Regions from separate parts of the Mus musculus genome. Here region 2 is linked to region 1. The links are chromatin contacts, called in public promoter capture Hi-C maps. All regions are on one chromosome and are shown on one strand. Each heading gives the region's core, a stretch centred on a gene start, on an enhancer-like site or on the middle of the called end of the contact. The rest is flanking DNA. Distances are from core to core; before and after follow the strand shown.

What was found. Promoter capture Hi-C pulls out the DNA fragments that hold promoters and counts their contacts.
Region 2: a promoter capture Hi-C map of liver shows a contact between it and region 1, with 2.5 times the contacts expected there. The contact joins the promoter of Med4 here to the promoter of Ccar2 in region 1.

Annotation. Positions count from the first base shown.
Region 1 is chr14:70,152,321-70,155,187 of GRCm38.p6, forward strand. It overlaps Ccar2 (cell cycle activator and apoptosis regulator 2), which reads right to left and starts at 1,471. Exons shown (of 21, transcript NM_146055.3): 1 at 1,307-1,471; 2 at 344-437; 3 at 53-144. The coding sequence starts at 401. 9930012K11Rik (RIKEN cDNA 9930012K11 gene) reads right to left here. Exons shown (of 7, transcript NM_001112735.1): 7 at 2,085-2,867. The coding sequence ends at 2,848.
Region 2 is chr14:73,508,651-73,511,517 of GRCm38.p6, forward strand. Med4 (mediator complex subunit 4) reads left to right here and starts at 1,399. Exons shown (of 7, transcript NM_026119.3): 1 at 1,399-1,535; 2 at 2,505-2,571. The coding sequence starts at 1,411.

The sequences.
Region 1 (2,867 bases), core at 221-2,720:
CATACTAGGGTCGCCCCAAAGGGAAACTCGCTAGAAAGAGCACCCAACATACCTGAAGGTGCCTGGCATTTTGGGACAGGTCTGTGGCCACAGGAGGAGTAAGTAGACCAGGGGGAGGGCCCAAAAGAGATGTTGAAGCTGCGCCTATGGGGACAGAGAAGCAATCTCCAGGAATTGCACCTACTACCCGAAGCACTAGAAGATAGCCAGAGGATCTTATAAACCCAGAGGTCTAGGTGGCTCCAATCAGCTACTCAGACATTCAGAAAAACACCCAAGAGCCATAGTTTTTGAAACTGAGTCTCGAGCATGTTCTGAGTGTAACCAGTAAGGAGTTAAGCACCTGAGAAGTTGCGTCCCCCTGGAAGTGGGTTGATCCTCTGCCGCTTAAACTGGGACATTTGGAATACTGTCCTTTCAAGGTCTTGGGGGGAAACCTTCAATCAAAACAGAAAGAAGTTAGCAGCTCCAATGGAAAACTTCCATCTATTGGGGAGGGGGAGGGGGGATAGAAAATCTTAAGTAAAGCTTTTAAGGTGAAGAGGTGGGTCCTAAAATGGAAGAATGGAGAGGATGTAGAGGAGATGAAATTGGTAGTAACGTTACTCCAGTTTGTTCTCACAATAACCTAGTGGTGGGTGCTAGTGACATGCTGGTTTACAGACAAGGAAACTGGAGCTTTGAGATCCGGAGACTTGCCCAAGGCCACAAAACCAGGTAGTGACAGAGTGGGACTCACACCCAGGTCTCCCAACAACTTAGCACTCCTTTCACTATGTCACTGGCACCCCTTAGAGAAGCTGGAGGAGTGAGGGGCTGGAAGAGCTCCGGTGACATTCATTCATTCAAAAACATCCGCCAGAACACTCCACGCAGGGCCGGGGCAAAAAATAAAAATAAAAGGTGCGAGTAGCGGGTTGGTGATGCGGGCCCTCTCCCCGGAAGCCCGCCAGGCGTCTTTAGGACCCGCTGGTGGGAAGGGAGCTGTCCAGCCGGCCCTCGCCAAGCGGCCTGCACGCCGCTCCCTCCTCCTAGGTCCCGACCCTAGGCTCCGGCCTCCGCAGCCGCCTGCGCAGAGCTTTCCGGGCCGGGCCACCGAGAAGCCACCGTGGGAGGTTCACGGCGCGAGGTTTCTCCTCCTCCCGCCCGCCCCCAGGGCCGAGGCCGTTGCCAGGGCGACGGAGCTTGCAGTCCAGAGGGGCTCGGCTCTTTCCGCGACTGGCGCATCTTCGCCGTTCGGACCCCGCAGCCTCGCCACCCGAGAGAGACGGAGAGGCGGGGGCGCAGCAGGAGGCCCCCAACCCACCTGCGGGCCAGGGCCACGACACCAGGGGGACAAAGACACCCGGAACCACCGCAGCCGCCGCTGCCACCACCACCGGAAACGCCTCTCCGGAAGAGAGACCACTGGTCGGAAGCTGCCACTCTCCCGGATATGGTACCTCCCTCTTCTCCATCGACCTCTCCCTTCCCCCACACCAGCCTGCCATCCCGCTCCAACTGTGGAACGGAAGTGCGCCTTCCCAGATCCGATAATGCCTTCGGAAGCCGAGCTCGGTGGTGTCCTCTCTCAAGTGTCCCATCAGAAAAGTAAGCTCGAACCATTGGTTCCAGGTCTCAAAATGACTGGAACTGGACCCACTCCCACAAACACAAGGAAGGGGACTACCACTTACACACCCTGCTGTGCTCTACTAACCCCCAAGACTACAGCAACAAAAGAAGCAGGGCCTCCATTGGCTAGAGGAGGAGCGTGCCTACTGGGGGTCCATTTCCAGGGGATAGTCTTCTGACTAAAGCCAATGACCACCCCACCCCACCCCCATCCCTATTCCTGTCCTTTTCTTGACTGCACCATCAGCAAGGGGTAAGCATATCCGAAATCTATACCCAGACTCTCAAATATGAAACGTACACGATCTTAATGAAGTGGCTCTATCCAAAATCTTGCCAGAAATGTGGCTATTTTCACAACTATTAACAGTGAACACACACACACCTTCCTTTAACTTCTGGCCTCCCATCTCCCCACTCCTGTTTGCCTCCAGCATCACACCCTTCCCAGGTCATTTAACAGTCACAGCACACATTGAGAATGTTTAATGTTACTTCATCCTCCTAACAAGCTTATGAGGTAGGTAAGGTGGGTATCATGGTCCCAAGTAGGAAGCTGTGGCTCAGAAATTAAGAGACTTCGCTATGGTTAAACTCCAGGATAGAACACAGCATCTTAGAGTTGACCTTGCAAGTTATGTGTTGTTCCTCTCAATGTTCTTGACCTTCCCCCCATCCCTCATTCAGCCTTCAGGGGCTGTACTCCAGAGCCGTGACTCACTACAAAGGTACCCAAGGCAATGTTGTTCTTGGTCCTAGGGCTGCCGTCTCAGGTATGAGGAAGACATTAGAAGTCCACATTAGTAACTGTTCATTGTGGAATGAAGATCGGTGCCATCCTTCCAGTGACACCCCAAACACCAACCCTTTGGACGAATGATTCCATCAGATGGGGCAGACGGAAGTCCAACAAAGATTGCATAAACTTACATCTGCAACATGCTGACACACTCCCATACTAAACATGCTCTATGAGCACCTGATAAATAAGTCAATTCACATTGCCTAAGCCCAGAGATTTCTGATGAGGAGGAAGAGCCCTGGAAGAGTGCTGGAACTGCACTCAGGAACCTCTTGGGGATCCAGGGCTCCTTGCTTCGATGCTTAGAGATGGATTTGGCCTTCACCTTGAAGAGGAGCAAGCACCAATAGCTTTTCTTGGCAGTGCAGAGAAGCAGCAGTAAGCCAAAATGTGAGGGACTTCTTCCCAAGGTCACCAGGTACACCAAGAGGTCATACAGAAAGATTTTTTG
Region 2 (2,867 bases), core at 149-2,648, 3.4 Mb after region 1:
AGCCCTACACTATTTTCTTGAATGACAGTTTACACTATTGATTCATTCATTTCAACAGTCACCTTGAATAAAGAGCAGAGCAGTTTGTTGGAAGATATACAGGCCTAAAGATGAGTTCCGAAAACCAAGAAGGTAACCCAGCTAAATGCCATCTGATAGGGGGTACGGTTAGCACATACAGGAAGTATTATTCAGACTTCAAGGGAGGGGTATTCTGGCACCTATTCCAATGTACATGAACCATGATAGCATTATGCTAAATGAATCAGCCTGCTATAGGGGCTCAGCATTCAGTAGGCTGTAATGAGAAAGTGAGTTCCTTCTTAGTTTAGGACTAGTTTACACAACAAGATTCGGTCTGAAAAGAAGGAAAGAAAGAAAGAAAGAAAGAAAGAAAGAAAGAAAGAAAGCAAGCCAACCAAACAAAGCCCAAATCCCCCAAAACCAAAAAATAATAACAAGCAAACCCCCAAGCCCCAAACTAGAACATGTGATTCTACTCATTCAAAATGCATAGAATAGCCAGACAAACAGAAAGTACAGTGTGGTTTTCAGGAACGGGAAGTCAGACCTTCATGAGCACACCTTTTTTACATTTTACAAGTTGAAGAGTTTTGGGGATGTTATTTAGCCGCAATTTTTTGTTTGTTTGTTTTGTTTTGAGACGAGGTTTCTCTGTGTAACCCTGGCTGTCCTGGAAGTCACTCTGTGACCAGGCTAGTCTCTAACTCAGGAGATCTGCCTGCCTCTGCTTCCTTGAGTGTTGGGATTAAAGGCATGCCTCACAACTGCCTTGCTTAACAGCAATTTAGTGGCAGTGAACCCTACACATACAATGGTTAAGATACTGAATTTTAGTAGCGGGGCATGGTGGTACACCCCTTTAACCCCAGGACTCGAGATGCAGGCAGATCTCTTGAGTTCGAGACCAGCCTGGTCTATAGGCCAATTATATGTATTTTGCTACCAAACAACGGAATGGGGAGGGAAGAAAAGATTTTACTTCCTGCTCTAAGTTTACTACAACTTCACGAGAGACCAAACTTGATGGCTGGGATTTTATCGGAATACAGACAAAATAGAAGTTAATAATTATGTAATTTCCCCAGTTTAAAAAAAAAATCTTTTGTTAGAAGCCTTCCACTGATGCTGAGGAAATAAAACCCAGGAGACTGGGAACTGCATCTCTCATCCTGGGTCCGGTTGGAGCATGTCAGATTGGAACGAGTCACAAGCCCTCCTTTGCCCTGTAGATGGCGCTAGAACTGTAGTGCACCTCCAGGCACATAGGCGGCGCTCTAGCCGGACCTCTCCGTCCCGACCTCTATTACTCTTCTTTCCTTCTTCCGGTTCCGCCCCTCCTGTGGCTAGCTCACACTGCGCATGCGACGGCTGGTGGTCAGCGGGGCGATGGCGGCTTCTTCAAGTGGTGAGAAGGAAAAGGAGCGGATGGGAGGCGTTTCGGGAATGGCCGGCCTTGGCAGTACGCGAGAGCGGCTTCTGTCTGCGCTGGAAGATCTGGAGGTCTTGTCGAGGTAACCGCGGCCCGGGAGCCTGCTCCGGCCGGCTCGGCTGTGGGCGCTGACTTGGGTAGGCGGGCTTGGGAGGCTCCGTTGGACGTGGGGTCTAGGGCCTTCGGGGGCTTTGGGCCGCATTTCCCCGCCAAGGGGACATCTCAGTCACATGACCTGGAAACCAAGGCAGTCAAAACTTTAGTAGCCGGTAAGAGGGGCAGATCCGAGCCCCCTCAGTCATTGACACGCAACAGACATTTAAAAGCACGCTTCCCCCCAGTAGTCAAGGGGAGGCTAGATGCCAACACGAAGGAGCCCAGGGTGACAGGAGAGACAAATGTGTTAAAACGCTATGGACCAGATTTCTAAGGGTTGAGCCGCAGCCTCCTGCAGTCCACCGATGGGATTCCTATTCTGGTGGTAGCAGGGCACACGTCCCCAAGAAATGGGCTGCTAGTCAAATCAGATTTGTTAGGCGTCTGATAGATAGCCCATCATCTGAAAAAGCCTGGAAACATCAGGCAGGGCACAGTGGGGTTGGCTGGTGTGTGGCCGAGATAGAGTAAATTGGATGTCACACTCCACATCGTCGTGATAGTCTTAAATCTATCAGTTGAAGTCTTATCAAGGGAAGGCAGCCATGGCCACCGTCTTACAAGAAAACATAATTTACACAAATGGCAGCACTATTGGCCTACAGACCTACATAGTTGAGTCAGGAGGTTTTCTTGTAAATCACAGCTGAGTCTTTATCACGTGCAGTTAGCCAGCGAATGCTGAAGTGTTTGTAGTCACCATGAGAGTCCAGCATGTTAGGAGGACCATAAACCCAACAATCGGTTGGGGCAGGGAGCAATTTAAACAGTTTCTTTTGTGTTTCTACTGTGTTATGAAAAGGTTTCACTAGATATCTGAGGCTGGTCTGAGTCCTCCCAAACACTGAGTTTACAGGCAAGTATCACCATACCGTGATGGGTGTTTTTCTTTTAGGGAACTCATAGAAATGCTTGCAATTTCAAGAAATCAGAAGCTATTACAGCTGGAAGAGGAAAACCAGGTAAACTTTTTGTTGTTGTTTGTTTGTTTTTTATTAAAAAGTTATTAATGCCGGGCAGTGGTGGCTCGCACCTTCAATCCCACCACTTGTGGGGGAGTGGCAGGTGGATCTCTGACTTCCAGGTCTACAGAGGGAGTTCTAGGGCAGCCAGCACAGATAAACCCTTTCTTGAAAAAAAAATAAGAGAGATAAGTTAATGTTTGAAAGTTCATATTTATTTTGTGTGAGAGTAGGGATGCTTCTTGAAGTCTTTTAAGTTGATACTTAAAAAAAAAAAAAAAAAAGCATTATTTTAT